Linked DNA regions of Mus musculus: all the other regions are linked to region 2. The links are chromatin contacts, called in public ChIA-PET, HiChIP or PLAC-seq and promoter capture Hi-C maps. All regions are on one chromosome and are shown on one strand. Each heading gives the region's core, a stretch centred on a gene start, on an enhancer-like site or on the middle of the called end of the contact. The rest is flanking DNA. Distances are from core to core; before and after follow the strand shown.

What was found. ChIA-PET counts read pairs in DNA pulled down with a chosen protein or histone mark. HiChIP or PLAC-seq counts read pairs in DNA pulled down with a chosen protein or histone mark. Capture Hi-C pulls out chosen DNA fragments and counts their contacts.
Region 1: a promoter capture Hi-C map of adipose tissue shows a contact between it and region 2. The contact joins the promoter of Pcp4l1 here to the promoter of Alyref2 in region 2. A contact is called at or near these places in 2 of 39 promoter capture datasets (embryonic stem cells and macrophages), 1 of 115 datasets of contacts at active chromatin or transcription factors (pancreatic cancer cells) and 1 of 9 other capture datasets (adipose tissue).
Region 3: an H3K27ac HiChIP or PLAC-seq map of large pre-B cells shows a contact between it and region 2, with 2.2 times the contacts expected there. The contact joins the enhancer-like site here to the promoter of Alyref2 in region 2. A contact is called at or near these places in 1 of 39 promoter capture datasets (hippocampal neurons), 7 of 484 Hi-C or Micro-C datasets (B cells, cerebral cortex, cortical neurons and 3 more) and 5 of 115 datasets of contacts at active chromatin or transcription factors (astrocytes, embryonic stem cells, forebrain and 2 more).
Region 4: a promoter capture Hi-C map of liver shows a contact between it and region 2. The contact joins the promoter of Sdhc here to the promoter of Alyref2 in region 2. A contact is called at or near these places in 1 of 484 Hi-C or Micro-C datasets (embryonic stem cells), 4 of 115 datasets of contacts at active chromatin or transcription factors (embryonic stem cells, memory CD8 T cells, microglia and 1 more) and 3 of 9 other capture datasets (adipose tissue, liver and pancreatic islet).
Region 5: a contact with region 2 is called in an RNA polymerase II ChIA-PET map of memory CD8 T cells, with 59 read pairs. The contact joins the promoter of Slamf6 here to the promoter of Alyref2 in region 2. A contact is called at or near these places in 1 of 484 Hi-C or Micro-C datasets (regulatory T cells), 2 of 115 datasets of contacts at active chromatin or transcription factors (effector CD8 T cells and memory CD8 T cells) and 2 of 9 other capture datasets (liver and macrophages).

What each region holds. Positions count from the first base shown.
Region 1 is chr1:171,195,010-171,197,726 of GRCm38.p6, forward strand. It overlaps Pcp4l1 (Purkinje cell protein 4-like 1), which reads right to left and starts at 1,259. Exons shown (of 3, transcript NM_025557.1): 1 at 1,002-1,259. The coding sequence starts at 1,010.
Region 2 is chr1:171,502,111-171,504,966 of GRCm38.p6, forward strand. Alyref2 (Aly/REF export factor 2) reads left to right here and starts at 1,368. Exons shown (of 1, transcript NM_019484.4): 1 at 1,368-2,640. The coding sequence starts at 1,547. The coding sequence ends at 2,203. It overlaps LOC115487699 (a small nuclear RNA gene), which reads right to left and starts at 1,053; the gene lies at 938-1,053.
Region 3 is chr1:171,993,858-171,996,557 of GRCm38.p6, forward strand. No RefSeq gene overlaps it. Among named protein-coding and RNA genes, the nearest start is that of Vangl2, 32 kb to the right of the region's middle. Within about 2 kb of position 1,329, at least 31 of the 459 cell types and tissues checked have an H3K27ac peak or open chromatin away from gene starts, as enhancers often do. A contact at or near this core is called in B cells, where this site is marked.
Region 4 is chr1:171,149,246-171,151,945 of GRCm38.p6, forward strand. It overlaps Sdhc (succinate dehydrogenase complex, subunit C, integral membrane protein), which reads right to left and starts at 1,358. Exons shown (of 6, transcript NM_025321.3): 1 at 1,314-1,358. The coding sequence starts at 1,333. It also overlaps a transcript of Mpz not described here.
Region 5 is chr1:171,916,141-171,918,902 of GRCm38.p6, forward strand. Slamf6 (SLAM family member 6) reads left to right here and starts at 1,322. Exons shown (of 9, transcript NM_001347186.1): 1 at 1,322-1,652. The coding sequence starts at 1,568. The region is part of intron 1 of Gm37065 (predicted gene, 37065); the gene reads right to left.

The sequences.
Region 1 (2,717 bases), core at 9-2,508, 310 kb before region 2:
ATAATTTAATCTTTTAGAACAACCAGTGTTACCTTCATTTTACAGATAGAAAGCTGAAGCACAGACAAATTAAGTGATGCTCCCATGGCCACAGAGCTACTAAGTAGCACAACTAGGCACTGGCATACAGCTGAGCAACATACTGAACACAAGGGCGCGCTTACTAAGAATGGGGCCGCAGAAGGCAGGCATGCTAAGCCACTGTTCAAATCGACGTCATCCAGGAACGACAATCTTGTCTCCTGATAAGAGGATCTGCCTGGGATGCTACAAATTAAGTCAGATAACAGGGACAGTTCTTCTTAATGTGTTACCATGGACAGTGTTCTTTGAACCGAGTCAACCAGTTACAGGACCGGGTTGGCTCCCATGACCATCACCACAGAACCTGTGCGAAAATTTGGATGTAACAGGCACTGCACTGCAACGGGAGGTCTTCTCTGGAAGAGAACATCTCCCCAGGTGCTAGATGTGCCTTCCTCTTCTACAGTATTCATGGACGTCAGGTACCCCCCCACACACACACACACACACATCGTTCCTCATTGAATAAGTGAAAACTGCCACCCGAAGGGAGGGAGTTAGGTGGCCAGGGATGGAGCTGTTGGCTGCTACTTATAGAGTGCAAGAACCACACAATCCTAGCGGAGGTCGGAGAGAACTGAAGTGAGGGCATCAAAGAAAGCCATGGTAACCTCGGAGCAATACGATATAGATGCGGAGGATAGCACCCAAGAGAGTTTATCTGCCCGAGAGCTCAGTTCCCGCTTACAGCTGACTCCAGTCACCCCCTCCCCAAAGCACTATTGCAATTGTTAGGCTAAAAGCACCCCCTGCCAGTGGCTTCCGAGAGCCGGGAGGTAGGGGCTTTCCTAGAGGGGCAGTGGCGTCCATCCAGAGAGTAACTCTAGCTTCCCGGGACCTGGAGCCGCAGCCTTCTCCCCGCCGCAGCCCTGGCCCGGACGCGGAGGTGACGGGGTATGCCAAGTGGCACCACTCACCTCGCTCATCCCGGCGGCCGGACGGGCGTGGCAGGCGCAGGTGAGGCAAGGGGTCCTCGGAGATGCGTGCGTGAACCGCGGCCGAGAGTTGCTGGGCTCCGGGGCAGGGGCCCTGGAGGGCTCGGAGGGGAGAGTGCACGCTGCGAGCTGTTGCTTAATGCTGCCCCAAATGCTCCGGCTGCAGCGCTGCTCAGGGAGCCCCTTCTGACCTGGTCCTGTCAGCAGCTCCGGGCGCCTTGACCGGCTCCACCTTTTATAGTGAGCTGCGGTCCCTGCCTCCAGCCCAACCAATAGAAACTCTGCCTAGTGCAGACTGACAGCTCCTTGAACCCAGTGGTGGCAGGCTCAGAAATCTGCTGCATTTCCAAACTAGGGTAAGACGGAGAGAGCGGGAAGGAGGGGGGAGACCATGGGGGATGAGAAGACAGAAAACGAAGTAGGGAACCGGTAAAGGAAAGAGAAGTAGTAAGTAGTAACTGAAGAAACTGAACTCTGGTCCTCTTGAAGAACAGCTAAGGCTCTTGAGCCTTAGCTCAACCTCACATTGTATATATCGTTTAAGGAAAAAGAAAATAAACAGAACACAGGTAAACACACAGACCTTTTAGTTCTGTTTATCTATCTAGTTTTCATCTAAGGAAATTCTTTAATTTTCAAGCCTACAGTTCTTATTGACTTCATAAAAATCTCTTACAGCTTCAGTCAGTCAAACCCGGATACTGCAGCTTTCATAGATATATTCTTTGGTTGGTACCATCACAGACTGTTAACAACTGTAACTGTGACTTGTCACTACCATTCAGTGGTTTGGTCTCTTCTCAACAACCAACTTCAAGGAAGACCTCAATCGGTCTTTTTTTCTAACTTGACTCTTTGTGTTTATACATTTCCTCTGTTGGGTTAGAAATTAGGAAGATGGGGGAAAGATCCATCTGAGATCCTGTGATTCTGTTTCTAATAGGAATCTGGTTGCCTCAGTTACTAAAGTTCTAACTAGGCTGGCTCCTACTCACTCTGTACAGCATACTCCTCTGGAATCTTTCTAATGAACAATTAATTAGCATTGAAAAGGTTGTCCTTAGTGAAACAAACCTTAATTCTTGCTGCTATGAAATGAGCTTTGAGATGATAATGAGAATTCACCCTGTAGGTTAGGGATCAGCTAACTTTCCAGGTAACAATCAAATAATAAATGTTTTTTTCTTTGTAGGATCGCTGTACTCTTTGCTGAGCCATTTCCTACTGCACTTGAATACGGGCACAAATACTTATGTCAACAAACAGCTATGGCTCCATCTGATATAAATGTATTTGTGACCACTGAAGTTTGAATTTCATATAAATTTCATGGGCTACACTGTGTCTTCTTTTTAAATTTTAGTGGAGGAGCTGCAGAGGTGGCTCAGCAGCTAAGAGCACTTGCTGCTGTTCCAGAAGTCACTTCCAGGCACCTGTACAAACATGGGAATATGGCATATACTCATACATATAGTAAATAAATTTTAGTGTATATGATGGTCTGTATATGCTTGGCCCAGGAAGGGGTAGCCTTGTTGGAATAGGCATGCCACTATGGGCCTGAGCTTTAAGGTCCTCATCCTAGCTGCCTGGAAGTGAGTCTTCCTCTAGCGGCCTTCAAACTATGAACTCTCAGCTCCTTCTGCACCATGCCTGCCTGGATGCTGTCATGCTTCCACCTTGATGAAAACGGACTGA
Region 2 (2,856 bases), core at 118-2,617:
ATTTATTATTATATCTAAGTACACTGTAGCTGTCTTCAGACACACCAGAAGAGGGAGTCAGATCTCATTACGGATGGTTGTGAGCCACCATGTGGTTGCTGATTTGAACTTCGGACCTTCGGAAGAGCAGTCGGTGCTCTTAACCACTGAGCCATCTCTCCAGCCCCCTTGTTACCTGTTCTTATTACTGAGGTATTTTAGCTATAAGGAGACTGAGGTATTTCAAAGGGACAGTCTCTGTCCTTAAGGGAAAGGTCTTGGGTGGGAGAGTAGTTTTCATTTTTTTGGGGGGGGAGGGACTGGGGGGAGATGGGGAATTGCATCATAGTCTAGCCCCTCCCACAGCTCTGAGGGTAACCTGTCCCTTCTGCTCGAGTGGCTGCATTTATTTTTTAGAATGTATCTGCCTTTATTTGTATGAATATTTTGCCTGCGTATCTGAGCGTTGCTTGGCACTGATGGAAGTCAGAAGGGGGCGCTAGTTCTTCCTCAGCTACAGAGCTGGGTTAGCCATCTTGCTAGAAAATTGTACGTGCCTTAAGTCCATAACCACCTTGCACTTAAATAAAATATTAAAAATAATGGTTTATACATATGTTCACTGAGACCACAACATAACGCAGCTAGATAAAAAACAGCTTAATAAATAACATGTCTACAGACTTCCCACAAAAACTTAGTATTTGCTTTTAAAGGCTTATTTACTTTATCGGTTATGAGACACAACGCCATGCGACTGAGCCCTTTTAACCAATGAGCTGTCTCTTTAGCCTAAGCTCAAGCCATTTTTACCTTACAGTGGTTAACACTGAAGACAAGAAAATACATAGAGCACACAATAAAGACTGTTAATTCTAACTTTGGTTAACACTGAAGACAAAAAAATACATAGAGCACACAATAAAGACTGTTAATTCTAACTTTAAACATTATTAATAGCCTTGCTAAAGCAAGGCCTCAAAAAATTAGTGTAAGACTCAGAATTGTTCCTCTCCACGGAAATCTTTAGTAAAAGGCGAAAGATTTATACGATCTGAAGAGAAACCAGAGTATACCCAGCTGTCCTAGTGTACAGTTCTCGGCCGACTGTATTTCCTAGACAACTAATGGTGACTATTTACTCCTAAAGACACTGACTACTTTATTATATCAGATAAATCTTTGAAGGTTCTATCACATTAAGGAATAAAAGGAATAAAACAGAACAACGAAAACAACACGCTACCCTTTTAAATTATACAACCATCTGTGTGCACTGCATTGTGGGTATGCAAATATCGCGGAGAAGCCGCGTGGCCCGCTCGGTTTCCGGAAGTGCCTCGAATTTGTCCCAGATGTCTCTAGGCGCTGGGCGGCCACCAGGGGTCAGAGCGAAAGCCAGATTCACAAGCGCACAGACTTCCAATTTCCAAGTGTGATTTTGGTGCGCTTGTGATTCCAGCACCGGTCGGAGAGGCGGAGTCAAGGCGGGGGAATCATTGAATTTGAGTACTTTCTGGTCTGCACCGCGAGGGCCGGGCCAGTCAGGCCCGGATCCGCGCCCGCCATGGCCGACAAGATGGACATGTCTTTGGACGACATCATTAAGCTGAACCGTAACCAGCGCCGGGTGAATCGAGGCGGCGGGCCTAGGAGGAACCGGCCCGCCATCGCCCGCGGCGGCAGGAACCGGCCGGCACCGTACAGTAGACCGAAACCACTTCCGGACAAGTGGCAGCACGACCTATTCGACAGCGGCTGCGGGGGTGGGGAAGGCGTGGAGACCGGTGCCAAGCTGCTCGTGTCAAACCTGGACTTCGGGGTGTCAGATGCTGACATTCAGGAACTCTTTGCTGAATTTGGAACGTTGAAAAAAGCCGCTGTGGACTACGATCGCTCTGGACGAAGTTTAGGGACGGCGGATGTACACTTTGAACGGAGGGCAGATGCCCTGAAGGCTATGAAGCAGTACAAGGGCGTCCCTTTGGATGGCCGCCCTATGGACATCCAGCTTGTCACGTCACAGATCGATCCACAGCGAAGACCTGCACAAAGCGGAAACAGAGGCGGCATGACAAGGAGCCGTGGCTCTGGAGGCTTTGGTGGCCGCGGCAGCCAGGGAAGGGGTAGAGGCACTGGCAGGAACTCAAAGCAGCAGCAGCTTTCTGCAGAGGAGTTGGACGCACAGCTGGATGCTTACAATGCAAGGAGGGACACCAGCTAAACAACCGAACAAATCCGCACAAGAACCGGGACCCAGACGCCTCGTCTGTGATGCCTTAGAGGGAGGGTAGGCAACTGGACTGTGCAGACAATGGTGAATTTGGTTTTTTGTTTCTTTTTACTTCCTGTTTTAAAATAGGATCTAAAAACTCATGTAAAGTTTTTTTTTTTTTTTTTTTTTAAATTCTGAAACAGACCTGTTTTGTACTGAGTTATTTTTTGGGATAAGTTTTCCTGGGTGCTGTTGTGGAGAAGGTGGCATTTTCACCTTTGTCATAATAAAATAGAAATGTGTGTAGAACTGGAAAAATTAAAAAAGAAAAAGAAAAATTACAAATTACAATATGACTTTTATGGACAGAACACATGACTGACTAGCATGCATGAAGAAGTGGGTTTCATTCTCAGCTCCATCATGTAAGAATAAAACAAGAATTGAAAAAACCTTGCCTTTGATGCAGCTCAGTGGCAGAATGCCTACTCACCATGAGCAAGGAAGGCGGTGGGTTTAATTACATGGAAAGTCTTTTCTGTCTGGTAGGGGTGGTACCTACCTGACCTCTCAGCGTTGGTAAGGCTGAGACAGGAGTTTTAGTGAGATATGACTAATCTAAAATAAAATCAAAGGCAGGGGTGGTGGTGGTGGCGGCGGCT
Region 3 (2,700 bases), core at 79-2,578, 490 kb after region 2:
CTTTCTTTTTAAAATAGGGTAATGCTGAGTACTGAACGTGCAAAGAGCACCCACAACAAGTCAGACACAAGGAATTCCCCAAGAGGAACCTTCTTTTGTTTTTGTTTTTGTTTTTCAAGACAAAGTTTCATTCTGTGGCCCTGGCTGCCCTGGAACTCACTCTGTAGACAAGGCTGGCCTTGAACTCACAGAGCTCCAACTGCCTCTGCCTTTGCCTTCCAAGTGCTGGGTTTAAAAGCATGCACCGTCACTGTCCAATTTAAGTATTTTTTTCTTATTAAGGCATGTTTTGACCCCTTAAACTTCATGGGTACACAAGCTTTCTCTTAGGGCCTTGCTACTCCAGGTAGCCTGAGACCATCAGCTACATCTTCTAGCGCTGTGAACTGAATTATGTTCTCAGAATTTAGATGCTGAAGTCTCACCTAATTCCACCTAATTATTTGAGAAGAAATTAGGGTAATAAAGGGGTGTGAGAGAGAAGTCTCACTGTGAAATCATTTACCTGGTTAGAGATCAGAAACCTGGTATCTCTCTCCCTCTCCACCCCCAACGTGATGCCATCATAAGAGGAATGCTACCCCCAACCCAAGATTTTTCTCCAGATCCCAGCCACATAAACCTCAGATTTTAGCTCCTAGAACCATAAAATAATGAAATTCTGTTAAGTCATCCAATCTGTGGTACTTTGTCATGGCAGCCCAAGCTACTAAGGCACCAGACCCTCAAGATGTACACTCTTAGTCTGACAGTGGTGACATACTCCTTTAATCCCAGAGGCAGAGACAAGTGGATCACTGAGTTCGAGGCCAGCCTGGTCTACAGAGCAAGTTCCAAGACAGCTAAGGCTACACAGAGAAACCCAGGGCCTGTGCCAGACCTGCTGGATGAGACTCTGCATTTCTAGCAGGTGCTTGAATGATCTGCACACTTGTCATAGGCACAGTGACAGCTGAGCCAGCTCTACTTGCGGGGAGCTGTTTCAAGATAGAATAAACCACCTGAACTTTTCAATCTAAGAAAGAAAGACCCCTGGTGTCCAGTTGTTTAATATGCCCCAAATCAAGAGGCCTCAGATCTCATAGCAGCCCTGGCAAACAAAATCTGCAGGGTAAGTTGTATCTGCTTTCTCTCCAGTTCCACCCCATTGTTATGGGGGAAGGGACTGTGTTAGGAGATAAGCACAGAGCCAGAAGATAACAACCCCTCAAATGGAGTTAATCTAGACTGTAAAAACTCTAACCTAAAATTACATGCTAGGGTATCAGTGGGAACCAACATTAAGAGGAACGTGTAAGGAACAAACCCACCCTAACCGGTCTCCCCCACAGTGAAGGTCATGCAAATGTTTGGCATCTGTGGTAGCACAGGAGGCCCTCCCCTTCCTCTCAGATGTTTTGCATCACATTTCCACTTTTTTTTTTAAACTGAAATCTTAACAACTATACTAGTGCTTTTATTGTTCGATCTATGTTTAAAACTACATATGGCTGTACATGGTGTTTTACTTAGGGTTTTGTTTGTTTTACATATACAGACTTCATTTTTCTAAGTGTTGTGGTTTCTCAGGAAAGTGGAGTCTAATGCCCAGAGATTTTCCTCACGTTCCCCGTCCCCCCACCTACGCAGCCTCCCCCATGATCAGCATCCTGCATGGAGTGGAACATTGGTCACAACTGGCAAACCTACAATGACTCACAGCGTCAGAGTCCATAGCTGGCATTGCAGTTCAGTCTTGGTAAGCTACATTGCGGAGTTGAACAAATTACGATAATATCCACCACTATAGTAACGTACATAGACGTGCTGCCCTAAAAGCCTACCTTTCCAGTTTAAAGCACATATTTGTCCTGGCTAAGCCACAAATAGCACAGGCTAGTTGTGTCCTAAAGTGAGAACAAATAAACTATTAACTAGATTCAATTTGTTTTCTCAACCACAGATTCTCTTACAGGATACCGGTGTACAGGTAGCCTTTTGAGCGGTGGCTTCAAAATGGTTCACATTCTCACTGCTTGCTTCAGTCTGTCCCCTGGACCTCCTCTGGGGGACATTATAATAACTTAGGTGTCAACAGTAGGAGACAAAATAGCCACAATAGTATTTCTCATTTGTGCTAGCAAAAGCCCTGGGAGCTCCTAGGGAATAGAAGCCATGGTTTATATATCTCTGCATCCCAATGTCTAGCATAAAGAAACATCTTCCTGAAACTTACTGAGGTAAGAGAAACCTATGCCTTGCCCATGTTTCCTAAACCATCTAAGCCAGTACCTTTTCCCACTATTCCACCGATTCCATGTGTGACATTTGCTGTTCCAAGCTGCATATCTCTCTCTCTCTCTCTCTCTCTCTCTCTCTCTCTCTCTCTCTCTCTCTTTCTCTCCCTCCCTCCCTCCTTCCCTCCCTCCCTCCTTCTCTTTCCCTTCCCTCCCTCTCCCCCTCTTCCCTGCCTTTCTCTCCCTCCCTCCCTCCCTCCCTCCCTCCCTCCCTCCCTCCCTCCCTCTCTCCTTCCTACTACTTTACCATGCACTGACGCAATAGTTTTCCAAAAGCTGACTTTCTCCCATGCAACTTTCCCAGCAACTGGAAGAGCCTTCCCATCACTTGCTTAGACTAATAAAGAAAATCAGGAGCTATCTTATGTAGTTGACTTTCAGTTCTGTAGATTGAATTGTTCCTCTCCCCACCCCACAAAAAAAA
Region 4 (2,700 bases), core at 108-2,607, 350 kb before region 2:
TGGGATGACAGAATATCTGACTGACGGAAGGTGACAGCAGGACACACCCACAGTCCCCTCCCAGGGACTCAGTGTAATGCTTGGCAGGTAACACACTCAAACTGCTTTGGGAATTTGCTTTTCAAATAATTTCCATGTGAGACTGGCTAGATCCAGGAAGAACCCAAAGATGAAGACTCTACATACTAATCCCGAAACTCCTAAGATAAATGCCTGGAACCAATATGATCATTTTAAGCTAAATGTTAAACCATTGACCTGATATGCCCTAACATTCACCAGCATGTGTTACATCATAGAATTTGAAAGCATTTAATTATGGTCAAAATTAGGGATGAAAGATACAGCTCTGGAAAACCTGGTCCTGTCCTTCGGCTATGAGGATGCGCAGCAAGATAAAAATAAAGGATAAAGATAACCAATCCAAACTCCCCAAGACTCACTTTTACAAAGAAAGACTAAACAGAATCCCTCTATTTTTATACTGCATGACAGAAGTGGAAAGAGAAATGAAAACATATTTGGGAGAATCGGGGTCTGGAATCTCAACAGCACTGAAGCTAACTTTCCATAACAAATAATTTCCAAAAATAGGACTGGCACAAAACTGGGTTGGGATTTGTACCAGAAATGTCACTAGCCCTTACAACTATAAAGGCTCTGTGGATGATAGCTAATGAGTGAAGAATTCAGAACAAGGGGAAATCTAAGCTATTTCTCTGGACAGAAAATGGACACTTTAGAGAAAGGTGGTGACACCCACCCACCCAATTGTCCCGCTAAAACCAAAATTAAAACAAAACAAAGTGGATTTCCTGGGCAACATTAAGAGACCCACTGTGGATGCTATTATTGACCTTGGCTTGGGAGGGATGCATTAGGATGCCCGACAGTTTCCACCGGTTGCTAGCAGGATTGCCAGGAGTTAAAGCACCCAGTAGGTGCTCCAAGGAGCCCCTCCCTCTACAATCCCTAAGTCCCCCCAAAACTGCAGGCCTAGGGGCCCGCTGATCTCGAAGTTACAGCAGCTTTTTGGGGCCACAAGAGCAGTTTTCGAAGAGGCTTTAGAGGTGGGCGAGGCAGAAACAATGACAGCCGCGCCACTCGGCCACACACAGTGTGACCTCTAAGCCCTTCCGAGCCTCTCCGCCGGGGGAGAAGAGGGGGTGCTAAGATCCCAGGGGCGCGGCCTGCACACCCGCAGGTCCTTTCCCTGTCCCCGCAAGGCACACACCGCTGTCACCCCCTCAGGGACTAATTCAGGTTCCCCCAACGGTCGCGGGCGTGGACTCCTAGCCCCAGGCTAAAGTCACCTCAGCAAGAACGCAGCCATCTTGAGTTCCGGCCTGGACGGAAATGACGCATCGCTCCTCCCCCCGTGTGGCCCTGCCTTTGGGGGCGGAGCCGGCGGGGCGGAGGCGGGGACTATCATATGACACCTCAGAATTTTTAGGCTGGAACCTCCTTTGTGTTCCGGGCTTGGTGGATGGTACTTTTTTTGTTTTGGGTTCTTTTTGGTTTTTTTTGGTTTTAGTTTTTTGTTTTGCTTTGCTTTTCAGTTCTTCGGTTTTCCTCTCACGCGCCAGTTTCTAGCTAGCGTCGTTTGTCAAAGTTTTGGCCAAAATCGCCGAGTGGTTACCGTTAGTGCGTTTACCTGCCCGAGTGTTTATTTTGTAGGGCTCGCTCTGCCAGGCAGCCACTTCTCCGGCTTATTTATTCCCTGAGGATTTCAGAGGCTCACTTCACCCCCCTCCTTCCAAGTTGTCTTAAAAATCCCCTAGTTAGCTGGCTGAGACACCCAAGGAAAAATGCTAGTTTGGCCTTCTTCTGAACTTGGTGCCTCCCGTGTTAGGCAAGCACTATACCTTTAAGCCATATCCCCAGCAAGATAAGCAAACCGTACCCCAAATTGGGCCGTAGGGAGTGTGTCGTGGGCTGCCAGAGGGCCATCCGCCATCCCTTTCAATGTTGGCATCCTTTCTCACCACCTCCTTTAGGCCTGGCAATTCCAGGGTTTGAGCTGCAGCACGAACCAAACTCCCACTGGCCAAAGACAACGCTCTTTTGTTTATTTTTTCAGCGATATGTGGGTGACACCCACAGCCACAAGAGCCTAGGGGTGTGGAGGAGAACCCGCTTTGATTTATATATACTGTATATCCACGGTTTTGAGGATTCCAAGCACAGAAATCAGTTGCAGAGTCTCTCGACTGAGGAAAGAGAGAAAGACATGAAATGAAATGTCAAAGTTCCTGACCCTGGGCGCTGAGGGGTGGCAAGGCAAAGGGAGAAAGAATAAAGGGGGGCAGCCCAGAGCAACTCTTATTCTGTAGCAAATCTCTTTTTGAATGTATTAATATTCAGATCCCATTTATATTTAGCAATCTAGCTCTCTCCTGCCTTTTTCCTTTCAGGATTTAAATAGCACAAATTCGCTTTTTTCCCCCCTTCATCAAATGAATAATATTATTTTGCATTTTTGTAACGTTAGACAAAGAAAGCACTTTGTAGACTTTTAGGGACCTTTGAGGTTCTCTCATCCAACCCTCCGTTCAGTGCAGGAATCTCTTTTGCAGTGTTTCTTGATCTTCAAGATGGACGCGACACAATTCAGTGCCAGCTACCTCAAAACATAAGTTTCATGTTGGTAGCAGTGGCTGTGCCTATAGTCCCAGCACTGTGGAGGCTGAGGTAAGAGGA
Region 5 (2,762 bases), core at 72-2,571, 410 kb after region 2:
GGAGATTTGAGCAAGTATCTCTAATCACCTCATATAGGACTGAGAACAAAACAAAGAAACAGCCCTCACAAGTCCGGATTAGTTCTTTGAGGTTACTGACAGGTGCACGGATGAGGGGTTATCTGTAGGCGTGGGGGTGGTTCAAAGGCATTTGCATACCTGACAGCCCACTCTCAGAGCACCATCAATGACCTAATACTTTTCTACTTGGACCTTCTCAAAGTTGCCACCACATCTGCATCAACATACTGGAGACCAAGCCTCCAGCATCCGAATCTTCCGAGGTCAGAACCACAGGGATTGGGGCAAAAAAAAATAACAACTGAGCCACATTATAAACGAGTAAGATCTGACAAGCATTACAGAAGATGGCACAGACAAGGTGAACATTTTCTCAAGTGCGTAGAGAGGACACGATTTAAGTCTCTCTAAAAATTTCTAAGTTAAAATCATTCAAGGTATTTCCTTTCTTTTTCAAGGTATTCTTCTCTCATATATATTACATCCCTGACAGCAGTTTCCCTCTCTCCTCCCTCCCAGTCTTTCCCCTCCCCCCTTACTTCCCCCAACACCTCCCTCAGCCCCCTCCATCCAGTTCTCTTCCTTTTCGCTCCAGAAAAGAGCAAGTCTCTCAGGGATATCAACCAAACAAGGCATATCCAGTTGCAATAAAACTAGGTACCTCCCCTCATAAGGACTAGGCAACCCAATAGGAGGAAGAGTCCCAAAATCAGGCAAGAGTCAGAGACAGCCCCCTATCCCACTGTTGGAAGTCCTACTAGAAGACCAAGCTACATAATCATTATATATATAATATATATATATATATATATATATATATATAGCACCTAGGTTAGAACCATGCAGGGTCCCTAGTTGCCACTTCAGTCTCTGTGAGCGCCCCATGAACCCAGGCTAATTGATTCTGTAGGTTTTCTTGAGGTGTCCTTGACCCCTTTGTCTCCAACAATCCTTCCTCCACCTCTTCTGCAAGATTCCCCAAGCTCCACAGGATGTTTGACTCTGGATCTCTGCATCTGTTTCCATCAGTTGCTGGGTGAAGCCTCTCTGATGACAACTGGGCTAGGCTCCTGCCTCAAGTATAGCAGATTTGTTTTGCTATGGTTGGTTTGTTTGTTTGTTTGTTTGTTTGTTTGTTTGTTGTGTCTCTGGGCTATCCAGCCTCTGCTTCATGGCTCTCCACACAGTATCAGGAGTGGGCTCCCCGTCCTGGCATAGGTCTTAAGATGGACCAGTCACTGATTGGCCACTCCCACAATTTCTGTGTCACCTTTACCCCAGCACATCTTGCTGGCAAGACAAATCATAAGTAGAAGGTTTTTGTGGCTGGGTTGGTGTCCCAGTCCCTCCACCAGAAGTCTTGCCTGGTTACAGAAGATGGCCCGTTCAAGTTCCACGTTCCCTACTGCTAAGAGTCTTAGCTTACAAAAGATATTCTTGTAAGCCAAGTGTGAAGTTAATCACGACAACCAAAGGTTTGCTAACATAGAGGAAGAGCTCTCATCAATAGGGGAACAGAAAGTCTCAGCGACAAGCTTATGAAAGAATGGCTGTCTCAAGGGCTCCAGCACCCGACTCCGCCTGTCAGAGGATGGTCTGGCTCTTTCCACTTGTCTTCTGCCTCGGCTCAGGTAAAAAACGTCTGTGGAAACTGATTGAGTCACTGAGTGAGTTCCTTCTTTGGAATGCCTTGCTCCTCTTGGTCAGGTTGACTGCCCAGTTCTCTATTCAGAGACTTAGAAAGCTCACCGTGGTCCTAGCGAACTGCTTCCCGCAGACTGCCACGGGACTGATTCAGAGCAAACACTTCGGCTGGGGGCCAAGGGGAAGGGAAGTGTTTTCTGAGATATGGAAAATGAGTCTTTGTAAGTCAGGACTGTTCGTGACCAGCGTATTGTGGTACAAAAATAAGTTTAAGCGGGAAAAAGATCTACAATTTAACTACTGTGATACTGTGCGACTTCAGGGGGCTTCATTATCTTTCCCGAGCTTCACTCTTCGCTCAGATACTGAAAACCCACCAACGCTTTCACACTGCAATTAGGAAGGGATTGACTGAGCCTGCTTCTTCTCCCTGCTATCTGGAAAGCTCTCACTGTCTTTAAGAACTCAGAGGGTGCCTATCTGGACTGAAGCGTAGTGTTCTAAAACAGGAGATCAAGCAATGGCTACTAACACAGACCTAGCCCCGAGAGAATTCATTGAAGAAAAAAAAAAAGAACCAATAGGTAGCCTAGCATTTATTTTATTCCAGAAAATGAGCTAATTATTAAACATGCATTACATTTAGATGTCCATAACGTGTTTGTGAATTTATTCTATTAATAGCTACAAGTAACTTAGACTATGGCAATTTAAATAACTTTTGAAAATTCTATTAGTCATCAGGTAGCTGAAAAAAACCAATAAAAATAAAAACAAATCACTTGACTAAAACTTTCAGTAACAAACACCTGTGTGCATGCACACACACAAACCAAGACATACTGCAGATATAGAGCTATCTAGACAAATTGACAACAGAAAGAAAAAGAAAGCAAGGTTCATTAAGTCATTTGATAAACCATTCACTAAATGACCACTGAATGCACGGCACTGTGGGCGTTTCAGGAACTAAGTCAACACAATTTCTGTTCTGCGGAATTAACGTCTTGGCAGGGAAGATAAACTATAAACAGGTAAAATGTGCACTGGCTTAGGACAAATAATCTTGAAAAAATAAAGCAAAGAGAGAGGAGGGA